Regions from separate parts of the Hordeum vulgare genome. Here regions 2, 3 and 4 are each linked to region 1. Evidence: chromatin contacts called from public Hi-C data. All regions are on one chromosome and are shown on one strand. The core of a region is the stretch at or near the end of the contact, and the rest is flanking DNA. Distances in the headings are between cores, read along the strand shown.

Region 1 (2,700 bases), core at 155-2,654:
TTTATTTTTCAAATTGTGATTTTGTTTTGTAATTTGCAAACAGTTTTACAAATACACCAATATATTTTGAATCCATGAAACTTTTATAATTTCCTTAAAAAATCAAATTCTCATGCATTTTATAATTTCTCGAACGTTTCTTTAAAACTCACCATATTTGAAATTTAGAAAACCCGAATTAATACAAAGAAGGAAAAGAACAGAATAAGACAAGAAAAATAAAATTAAAAAAGACAACGGAGTCTAGATCAACAGATGGGCCAGCCCGGCTCATGAAGGTACACACATAGGGGAAGGCGTTGTGTGAGAAAAGGAAAAGTAAAAGAATGTGCAAGATGGAGATCGAACCCTGCTCTCCTAGCTAGAAGTGATAGGCCTCAGCCACTACATCTCTAGTCCATTGGTGCTGCTATAGCAACAACCCATGAAATAAAGGACTACACCGCGACTTTTGGAAAGAAAAATCAAAGCGTTTTCTTTACTTATGGATGGCACAGTGGGTAATTTATGTCAACTTTGAGGATAATATTAATGACGAACGACAAAAGCACTAATTGCTTTATTAGTAGGTAAAAATCCACACTCACTTCCCCACGTAGGATCCGAAGCACAATATTAGTTACCTCGTTGCCACAAATATCCCAATGCCTCTGAAAAAGTGTGCACGGTAGCCATTCGGACCCGATGCTTTGTGGGAAACATATGAAAAAGGATTGTCTTTATTTCCTCATCTGAAAACTTAGCATTCAACATATTATTCATCTCTTCTGTTACCTTATTAGGCACACTATCGAGCACCACGTTCATTCCTGACGTCCCTTCAGCTCCAGAAAGATTTTTATAGTATTCGTTCGTAAGAGATGCCATCTCACCGTGGTCATGCGTGACAGTCCCATCCTTCCGAGTCAGACTTTTGATCATGTTTTTTTTTGCCTGCGCATACTGGCGCGTCTCTGCAAATACTTGGTGTTTTTATCACCATCTTTGAGCCAAGCTACCCCCGAACGTTGTCGATGCAAAGTTTCCTTCATGTGATAGAGCTCCATAAGGTGATCTATCAATTTTGACTCCCCACATGTAGGAGATATCCTCAAGGGGTCATTCCGTAAAGAGGCTAGTTCTCGTTTCATTTTTGTAATCTCGCGACTCACATTGCCTGTAGTTGCATTGCTTCATTGGGTCAAGGAAAAAGATATGTCAGCCAGTTTGTTGCTCATAGCCTCCATGGACTGTGCATTTTGGATGCCGCTCCATTCTTGCTCCAGATTGCTTCTAAAATCGGCATGTTGCTCCGAGTACATTTCATATCGGAACAACTTTTGCTCCGAGTACTTTTTTTTTTTTGAAACAAATGGAGTGAACGACCACAGGCCCAAATTCTAAAAGGCCCATATAACCCGGCCAGCCATCTATCTCTCTATCGCGCCTTCCCCACCAGCATCGACCTATCTCTGCCCTCATTTCGGTTTCCCCATTCCCCTTCGCACCCCCGCGGCGGCGGACCTCCCCGGGCGCTCCCCGGACCACGCGCAGTAACTCTCCCTCCCTCCCTCCCTCCCTCCCTCTCGCCCCCCTTCCCCGTCTCAGCTTGCTTGCGAGCGTATTCGTGTGTGCATGTTTGCTCGGCCGCTTGCGTGGTCTTTCCTCCGCGAACCCTAAGTCTTCGACGGGCGTGTAGATCCGCGTGGGCTTCGCAAATGGTTGCCTAGCACTTGGATGTTTCTCTCCAGCCACGCCACCGTGCCAATCTTGAGCTTCCTTTTACCTGAGATGGCGGTTCGAAATCTGGTGCGCTACGGCGCCTTGGTGCTTTTGGCGTCAAAACTGCTGCCTTTGGCATGCCAATCTTGTGGCTGCAGACACCCATGCTTTATGTCAACCCGTGAATCGTTTAGCCCAATGGCGTAGTTATATCTTCAGATAGATTGTTTTGAGAATGGTGATGTGCGTATGCTGTAATTGGTATTCTTGACAAATTGCATCGTCCTATGTCTGGTGAGTAGCATTTTGATGTCGTGTATGTGAACCTTCGGTGGGGTCTTTGTAGCTTTCAGGTTTATCCAATGAACTGTGCAGAGCCTGTCAAGATGGATTCAGTGTTGGATTATGCAAATTTTGATTGTGGAATTATTTTGTTACTTGCTATGTCACACAGTACATGGTTGTGCTTGCATTAACCCAATGATATGTTCATTGAACATTTTCTCTTGTCTGTGGCAAGGTTTAGGAAATCCAAAATAGCAGATTTTACAGGTTTTCTTATCCAAAATTTCTGTTGGCAGTAAACACTATTGTTTTGATAAACCATACTTGTTGATAAATCCACTAGTTTTTTTTTTAATTTGGTTCCATCTGTCTGCATGTCCTGGACATTTCCTATACATTGTATGTAATATTGAATTATTGATTACAGACAGTACCATGAGGAGGTACAGCCCCCCACACCGTAGTCCCCCGAGGAGGGGTTATGGCGGTAGCCCTGCACATCGTAGTCCCCCAAGGAGGGGATATGGTGGCAGCCCCCCGCACCGCAGCCCCCCAAGGAGGGGATATGGTGGCAGAGGAAGAAGTCCCCCTAGGAGGGGTGGATATGGAGGACGAAAGGAGCAGGGTTCTGGAAGTCTCTTGGTCCGCAACATCCCACTAAGCGCCAGGTGCATAGGCTTTGACATGGATGCCCCTTGTCTGTTTTTTCCCGAC
Region 2 (2,700 bases), core at 79-2,578, 750 kb before region 1:
ATCTCTGTATGGATGCTCCTCAACTGAAGCATCAGACTTAGACTGTTGAAGATTCACTTATAATATTGCAGAGGGCTAAGATCAGCTTCCCATTTTCCAACCTGGAACATATGCCTAAGGCTAAGAGTGAATTACAGTTACATCTCCTGATGCCAATCGCCAATGGACTAATTGGAGAGTTTCAGGAATTTCTCAGCATCTCAATCCACAAAACAAGTGCTCACATTCAGTTTTTTTTTTAGATGCCACATTCAGAAATTAATCACACGCCAGAACGAAAGGAGAAGAAGGAAGAAGATATCTCTATACAGAAAAGCAAATGTAAGTTTGCATCAATGCACGATGCCGACCGGAGCGGCGGCGTCAATGCTCCTCTGACCCGGAAGCGCGAGCATGGCAGTGTGGTCCAAGAAGTCCTTGAGCTTGGCGACTGCCTCGATGACCGCCCTGAGCTCGTCGGCGCGCGCGAAGCCGCGCGCGCGGGCGGTCCGGACGGCGTAGATGTAGAAGGTGACGCAGCCCTTGCGGAACTTGAAGCGGGCCATCTCCGGCGCGCCCGGGGCGGCACGGAGGAGGCGCTTTCCGACGTCCCCGAGCGGCAGGACCTGCGGCCAGGCGGCGTCGGCGATGGCCTTCATGGCGGCTGACTCGAAGACGAAGACGGCAGCCTTGGAGTTCTTGGTGCCGAGCCCGAGCGTGAGCGTGTGCCACGCGTGGTGCGCCAGGATGGCGAAGTTGGTCGGGATGTACGCGGTCGTCGTCGGCGCGAACGACAGCGGCTGCGTCCCTTTGTCCTTGGCATCCTGCCCGGTGCCGGCGTCAGGGACGGCTACTCGGAGCAGGTGCGGCAGCTCGAGCGGCCCGGCGCGGCGCACGGTGAGCGCGCGCGTGACGAGCTGAGCGCCGAAGCGGAGGCCCGCCACGTCGGCGCACGGCTTGAAGTGCGCGTCGAGCGACGGCGCCGGTGCGGCCGTGGCCTCGGCCTTCGCCTTGGTGGCCTTCTTGGACGCCTCGCCGTCCCCCGGTTGGTGGTGGTGTTTCTTGGACTTGGACGACGACTTGCTCTTGGCCGCCTTGGGTTCCGCCATTGTTGACAATGATGATTGCCAGATAGGGAGGGAGGGAGAGGTTTATGCCTTGGAGCCGGAGGTGAGTGTGGAGAAGAGGCGACGGGAGGTCGTCTGAGTCTCAGTGAGGAGAGGAGAGGACAGGACATGGCACCGTTTCTTCTTTTATTTCATCTCTTTGTGATGGGATTGCCTCAGTTTTTTATCAGATGGTGATCATGTCGCTGCGTGAGCTGTGCCTGTGCGTCACACTTCTTTACGCTTTTTCTTTTCCTATTTGTGTGGGAATCGCATTTGAGTGCGCGCAGGAAAAAGGGTCGCTGGAGATTCTGTCTCGACGACAAACATCTTCTTTCTTTTCTGACGAATATAAACATCTTCTTTGTTAGAATGATAGAATCTCAAGTCACCAAAGAGAATTCTCAAGTTCAGAACTTGCTTCCACCGCAGTCCACACCAGGCACATAAATCTCCGTGCTTCCGTGCCAGCGGCCTTGGTACTGATTTAATTTGTTTTGACTGGAGCTTGGTACTGGAATTTCGAACGTTTAGTTCCTCTCGAATGAATTTGTACGCGTTTCCCTAACCAACTAATCAAGTACCAACACATAACCTGGAGATTTCTGTACTATTTCACGCCTGCGACGTCCAGATTTCCCACCATGCATTTCAGGAAGCTTCAGCCCCTGCATGTCGCGGCTAGCACCCAGATCTGGGGGATACGCAGATTCGCAGTACTGCATGAGAGATGCCCGTGGCTGCATTGCATTGCGTTAATCAGTGCGGTTTCATGTGCGTCTTCCCATGTGCCGCTGCTCGACCGCGCGGGGCAGCAGTTGTCATGTGCGCGCCCATGATAGCTTTGCTTGGATACAGGTAAGCGGGTCCGTCTTCACGAATTCGAGAGGCCCCGGAATGGAAATTAAAATACAGTCCCCAATTTACAAAAGAAATTATTAAAAAAATCATATAAGAACAACTCCAACCGGTCAACCCAAACGGACGGCGATTTTGTCCATCTTTTGTCCGTTTGGGTCCGTTCGACGGACACCAACATCCGGTTCGGCGTTTGGGTCGGCGCATGCGCCCAACGCTGGCCCGACCCATTTTTACCGGCGCTTGGTGCACCGGGACACTGACACGCTCGTGAGGCTGGCGGGAAGTCGCCGACACGGAGATCACGCGGGGGTAGACGAGGGCCTTGCCCTTGTTTTGAAAGGAGTCGTCCATGTCACGTGGTGCTCTAGGGTTTGGTCGTCAACGAGGTGGCGAGATGGGAACCGGGGGGGGGGGGGGGGTCTGGAAGCAGATGAGGCCAAACCCACCGCACGCTCGAATTAAAAAAAGGCCGACCGCGACCGCTGACGCGTGAGCCCGCGGAGGGTGGTCTTCATAAATTAAGTTGGTTGCCCGTGGTTGGCGGACACCGAGAAGATGCGCGCGCGTCTGTTTCACGTCTGCGCTGACGCATTTCAATCTCAAATTTGAGCCAGAAATGGGTCGGTGCGGACGTGTTTTGGTAATGGGTCGATGCGTTGGGCCATCACTTTTGTTCGCGCGGACCCTAATGGACGGTGGCGGATGAAATGGATCACCGTGTTGGAGTTGCTATAATAGGAGAATTTTTTGTTTC
Region 3 (2,700 bases), core at 94-2,593, 810 kb after region 1:
GTCTTTTTCTTACGATATACTCCTAGAAGGTACTTTTAAATCGTAGGATGGGCCATGACCCATACTGGCCACCCTCTACCTTGGTCATTGGTCGAGGTCAGGGTTGAACCACGTCTGGTTTAGTTGTTGAAGGTGCAAGTTATCTGATTCTAAAATTAAGAAATTAAATTCAGACTCCACCAAAAATTAAGGGATAAAAAGTATACTCTTCTCTATAAATTCTGATGACAGATTTGCAGCGGAGTCCTAAACTTTTCCCTCGGATGGCAGCGTCCAATTTTTTTTGCAAGATTTATTTGCCCTCGAAACACACGCGCTTGGTAAACAGTAGTAATTGTCGTTGTTGTGCATCATCGGACATGATCCCATCCGGAAGATTCAGCCGTCCCGAACTCTCATCTTTTTTGCTCTTTAATAACGACTGCTCCGTCCATGAAGATGCAACCTCTATACACAACCAACAGTATCTGCTTCTTTTCAGTCGTTGATGAAACAGTTGGCTGCTCCTCCATAAAAAAAGTATGCCAGCATTAAACAAGGAGAAGGAAGCCCCCCACCTTTTGTTCAGGTGATCTTGATTCGTGCTCCACCTCCACGGATCCACTTTAACGATACCAGGCAGTGATCTTGTCAAAAGTGCGTTTTACAAGGTCACGCAGAGATGGATCGAGCACGCTGCTCCACGGGAACCCTTTTTCATTCCCTTCTTTATTTCCCCCCTCTACACAAATTCTGTTTTTGTTTCGCTGCATGGATTACTTTTGTCGACGTTCTCTGCGCGGCATCATGCATGGGTTTGAAGCACAGTGGAGGGGCCAGTTTCGGGGACACGGCACAGCCATTTCCCCCTAGTAATACAGTGCGCGGCAGTAAATTTCATGGCCGGCGAACAAAGGCGAAAGGAAAAAGGAGGAGGCACGCATCTGCAAGGAAATGGCCTAGAGACGCGCGGGGGAAATTATTTGATTTGAGCCCATCCATCCAGAGAGGCTCCACCTGCCGTTGCCATTGTTCCATCTCCTCTCCAACAGTGAAGTGCCTGGCTGCATGGCCTCCCTCTCTCTCTTCCTCCCTGCTCCACAGCCACTGTGAAGTCAGCTCGACCAAGCTAGAGAGAGAGAGAGAGGGAGAGGGAGAGGGGAGATGCACGAACGCACGTCCGTCCCCGTCTCTCCATGGCTCCATGTGCGCATGGTCCATGTGTGGCCGTGCCTGGCTCTGGCTGCATGCACGGTGATGGCGCTCGCATCGCATCGCAACTGTGGCTGGCCATGCCATGCCACGCCATGCTCGCTAGCTTTTCCTGTGTTTGCTTCCGTGTCTATAAATACGGACGCCTCTCCTTTCCGCCCGTCCCTTTTCCTCCCCCGTCTTTTCCTTCCCCCCTGCCCTGCGTCTGCCTCGCGTGCCCTAATTTCTCGCTGCCTCCTGTCTCCTCCCCTCCTTTCCACCCCCACTTCCATATATACGCATACACACTCTGAACCACCAACAGGCAACACCACAGCACCTCCCTCCCACCCTAGTCACTCCGAGCTGAGCTGGGCGAAGAGAAGAGAAAGAATCTTTCGGTTGAGATCTCCCCCCTCCCTTGCAATAATTTTCGGCTGTCTCTCTCTCCTGCAACTGTTGTTGATTCAGAGACGCCAAGAACAGCGCAAGAACAGCATGGTGTAGTGGTGCCTCTGTAAGTATTCTTCTTCTTCTTCGTCCTCTTCCTCTTCTTCTTTGAGCAAATTCATCCTCTTCTTCAACCTGTAGTGACATCTTTGTTCATCTTTCCTGCTTAGCTGGTTCTGAAACAATTTTATTTCCGTCCCGCTGCTTTGACGACGCGGGTTGTTGGTCTACTAGGTAGGAGTACATCTTTTTTTCACTGTTGGAGATGTAGAGTGGATGGCTAGGAAGTATGGAGTGGGGACTGATGTCCTCTGACCGTCTTAATTACCTGCTTGTGTTCTTGGCTCTACAAGCTTTCTGGATCTTTACTACTCCGTGATGAATGCGCTGGTTGCTTAGATTCTTTATTGCCGTGTTCCTTTTCGGTTCTTCATTCACTGATGGCATCTTAATTGAAGCATAGCTATTTAGGGTGCTTCCGAGGGTATGCAATGCTCGAAGAAGCATCACTATTTAGAGTGCTTCCCAGTGTATGAAATGCTTCCTTGTATTATTGGTAAAGGGAAGAGAACTGTCCAGCTTCTTTTTGTAAGAGATTTCCCAAAATTTCCTACAACGTCATTTCCTCTTGATTGATTCATGATTACAGTTCCTTGTTTCTCCCTCCATACCCTCTCTTTGGAATATTCACGTAGACACAAGAGTTTTTTTTTCTGTATAATCTGAAGGACACAAACACACCAAGTTTCACAGATCTAAGTTTCATCATATATGCCATTACACTACCTGCAGTTTATATGAACCCCAACACCGCAATCAGTTTGTCAGTAATAACCTGTAAAAAGGGGAAACATTCAATGGTCCAAGGGTGGAACACCTCACTGATTTATCTGGCTTGAATGTGTGATTTTCTTCCTTTTCATGATTGAATTAGAAGATGAACTCCATAAGACCAACCAATCTTGACAACTATATACAGCTCCCACTATGAGAAGTAGGCTGCTCTTTGCTCTTACCTCATGTTTATAGTCACCCATAACACGTTACTTGTAAAGATCCACCAACTCGTTCGCCTGAAAA
Region 4 (2,700 bases), core at 129-2,628, 950 kb after region 1:
GTGTTCACCTGTTGCAGGTATTCCTCGACAGAAGTTGCTTCCGATGGAAAAACATCCTCAAAGGTGGTCTACAATTAAAAAAAATGCCACTATGATGTATACTGATAACATGTTGCCTGAGTGATATTCAAGAGCTGTAGATGTACAGTAACAAGCAAGCGGATATATACATTGACCAACAGGGTAGAAAACAATATTGAGGTAATACGTGCTGGCCTAATTGGTGGCGAAAGATTGTTACACTATGATAAGTAGTAAAATCTGACTTGACCACTCACAACAATATTTTCTGACTTTGAGTAGGAAACTTTACATGAAAACACTACATTGCCTCAACTGAGACTAGAAAACATTGTTTCAGATAAGCGAGTGATTTGCAGCCTCCAGACATAGGGAGTGTGTATTAATAAAGTGGATTACAAGCTCAAAAAAAGACTAGGGAATGTGTGTCTAAAAGTTAAACTAGGATCTTATGTAAGAAGCTAAGAAGGTGACGTTATTCATGTTATTCTTTTCTTTCAGGCAACCAGCACGAGTTCTGCCTCTTCGTGAAGTAAGGAAGTTATTAATACTGCTAATCGAAAAAAACAAGTGAAGAGCCCCGATAGTCGGCTATGGATGAAAGAAAAAAGAGTGCAGCACAAAATGTCAAGACTACGAAAATCAACTGCCTCGTCTAAACGACCGACACATAAGATTATCTATATAGCATTCTCTGAAATGAACCCTGCATGCATTTTCCAGGTTTACAAGCTAATCACCTTGAGTTCGAATGACTTGAGGTCTCTGGTGAGCTGCTCAGCATTGATCCCCTCGCGCGCCAGCAACCTGCAGATGCACAGCCGAAACCCTAAGTCCAATCCAAAACACCAGAAGCGGCAATCCTGATTCGAACGAAACACGACGGGGAGATGGGCAGAGAGGCTCTCTCAGAGTTAACTAAAGGGGTCCAGGAGAGCAACCTGGTGGCGGAGAGCGACTGTGACGGCGCCTCGGCGCGGATCGTCTTGGCCTTGAGCTTGGTGGAGAGCACCTCGAGCTGGTCCAGGTTCCTCTGCGCGGGCCAACAACAACGAACCCATCAGGCGGAAAAAAGCAAGGGAGGCTCGGGCGCGGCAAGAGATAGATGCGGGCGAGGAGGGCAAGGAAGAGCGCGATGCATCACCTGGAGGGCAGGGAAGTGAGGGGTGAGGGCGGCCTGCTCGAGGAGCTTGGTGGAGGTGTTGAGAAGCTCTGACCAGCCGCCCATCTCCGTATCTCCTCCGCCATCGGCTCCGACGCCGGCCATCGCCGCCGTAGATGGAGGTGTTCACGGGGAGCTATCTGTGCTCCGGCGCCGCGCTCGAACTGGGGGTTTTGGACTGGCGAACCCTATTGGACGCTCGTTAGCGTCAGAATGTTGAGCCTTCGCTGAGGCGACCGTCCGGTTGGGCCGGCCCACGTACGGCATTGTGTTTTGCTCGTCCGCCGTTTCCTGTGTGTTTTTTTCTGTGGTTTTTTCTTTCGATTTTCTCAATGTTTTGTCTGGTTTTTCAATTGTTTTGTTGTGTTTTCTTCAGTTGCCTTTTTTGTTTTGTTTTACTCTCTGGTTATTTCATGTTCTTTTTTTCTGGTTTTATCTTTTTCTTTCTTTTCTTTATTTTCTTTCTCTTTTCTTTTTTTCATTTTTCGTCCATTAATACTTTATAAGGAAATGTTTTGTCGTTTATTTTTGCATTATGAGGAAATGTTTTGATGAATAATTTGTGTTTCTTGTATTTATTTTGTACTTTTTCTTTTTATTTTTGTGTATTATATAAGAGTTCATCGTGGATTACAAAAATGTTCATTGTATATTTAACAAAAGATTCACTGTACATTAGCAAAATGTTTATTGTGCATTTAAAATATGTTTAATGTATATTACTAAATGTTTAATCTGTATTTCCAAATTATTTAATGTAAATGACAAATGTTCAATGTCTATTTTCAAATTGTTCAGCATATATCGCAAAATGGTTCCATGTGTTTTTTCAAATTGTTCAACGTATGTCAAAAAAAGGTTCAATGTGTATTTAAGAAATGTTCATTGTATATTACGAAAATGTTCAATGTGTATTTTCAAATTATTTATTGTATTGACAAATGTTTAATATGTATTTCCAAATTGTACGACGTATATCACAAAATGGTTCCATTTGTTTTCTCAAATTGTTCAGCGTATATCACAAAAGATTCAATGTCTATTTAAGAAATGTTCATTGTATATTACGAAAATGTTCAATGTATACTATAAATGTTCAGTGCTTGGATTTCTTTATCTTTTTATCTATTACTATATTTAGTTCAGAAATAATTTGCTATCCATGATGGTAGCTACGCATGACCCTAATTTTTTATCTTTAATTATTATTATAAATTACTTTGAACTATAAAAAATAACTCTATAATAAAACTATCGTGACTTTGGACCACCAAGCAAGCAAACACATAGTTATGCCAAAAATGCAAACAAAAAGACTGACAAAAATGAGAAAACACCCTTTCTACACATAAAAAATAAACTCGTGTTAAAAAGTAATAAAAGTACAAATAAAAGTGAGAAAAGGTTATTCCTATACAAGAAAAATACACATGTGCTAATGCTACTGGAACTCAATGCCTCATTTATAAAAAAGGGACACTTGTTTGCATTTTTGGCATAACTGTGTGTTTGCTTGG

What was found. A called contact is a pair of places that touch in the nucleus more often than the background predicts.
Region 2: a contact with region 1 is called in a Hi-C map of seedling, with 4 times the contacts expected there. The contact joins the promoter of LOC123395538 here to the promoter of LOC123400214 in region 1. A contact is called at or near these places in 3 of 6 Hi-C or Micro-C datasets (leaf and seedling) and 1 of 1 datasets of contacts at active chromatin or transcription factors (embryo).
Region 3: a Hi-C map of leaf shows a contact between it and region 1, with 10 times the contacts expected there. The contact joins the promoter of LOC123395453 here to the promoter of LOC123400214 in region 1. A contact is called at or near these places in 5 of 6 Hi-C or Micro-C datasets (leaf, seedling and an unstated tissue) and 1 of 1 datasets of contacts at active chromatin or transcription factors (embryo).
Region 4: a contact with region 1 is called in a Hi-C map of seedling, with 7 times the contacts expected there. The contact joins the promoter of LOC123399829 here to the promoter of LOC123400214 in region 1. A contact is called at or near these places in 3 of 6 Hi-C or Micro-C datasets (leaf and seedling).

What each region holds. Positions count from the first base shown.
Region 1 is chr5H:90,183,128-90,185,827 of MorexV3_pseudomolecules_assembly, forward strand. It overlaps LOC123400214 (serine/arginine-rich SC35-like splicing factor SCL30), which reads left to right and starts at 1,405. Exons shown (of 8, transcript XM_045094642.1): 1 at 1,405-1,532; 2 at 2,414-2,654. The coding sequence starts at 2,422.
Region 2 is chr5H:89,432,351-89,435,050 of MorexV3_pseudomolecules_assembly, forward strand. LOC123395538 reads right to left here and starts at 1,329. Exons shown (of 1, transcript XM_045090552.1): 1 at 38-1,329. The coding sequence starts at 1,088. The coding sequence ends at 333.
Region 3 is chr5H:90,996,122-90,998,821 of MorexV3_pseudomolecules_assembly, forward strand. LOC123395453 (protein rough sheath 2 homolog) reads left to right here and starts at 1,344. Exons shown (of 2, transcript XM_045090456.1): 1 at 1,344-1,687.
Region 4 is chr5H:91,135,648-91,138,347 of MorexV3_pseudomolecules_assembly, forward strand. LOC123399829 (nuclear pore complex protein NUP93A-like) reads right to left here and starts at 1,379. Exons shown (of 15, transcript XM_045094208.1): 1 at 1,166-1,379; 2 at 963-1,054; 3 at 762-828; 4 at 9-68. The coding sequence starts at 1,288.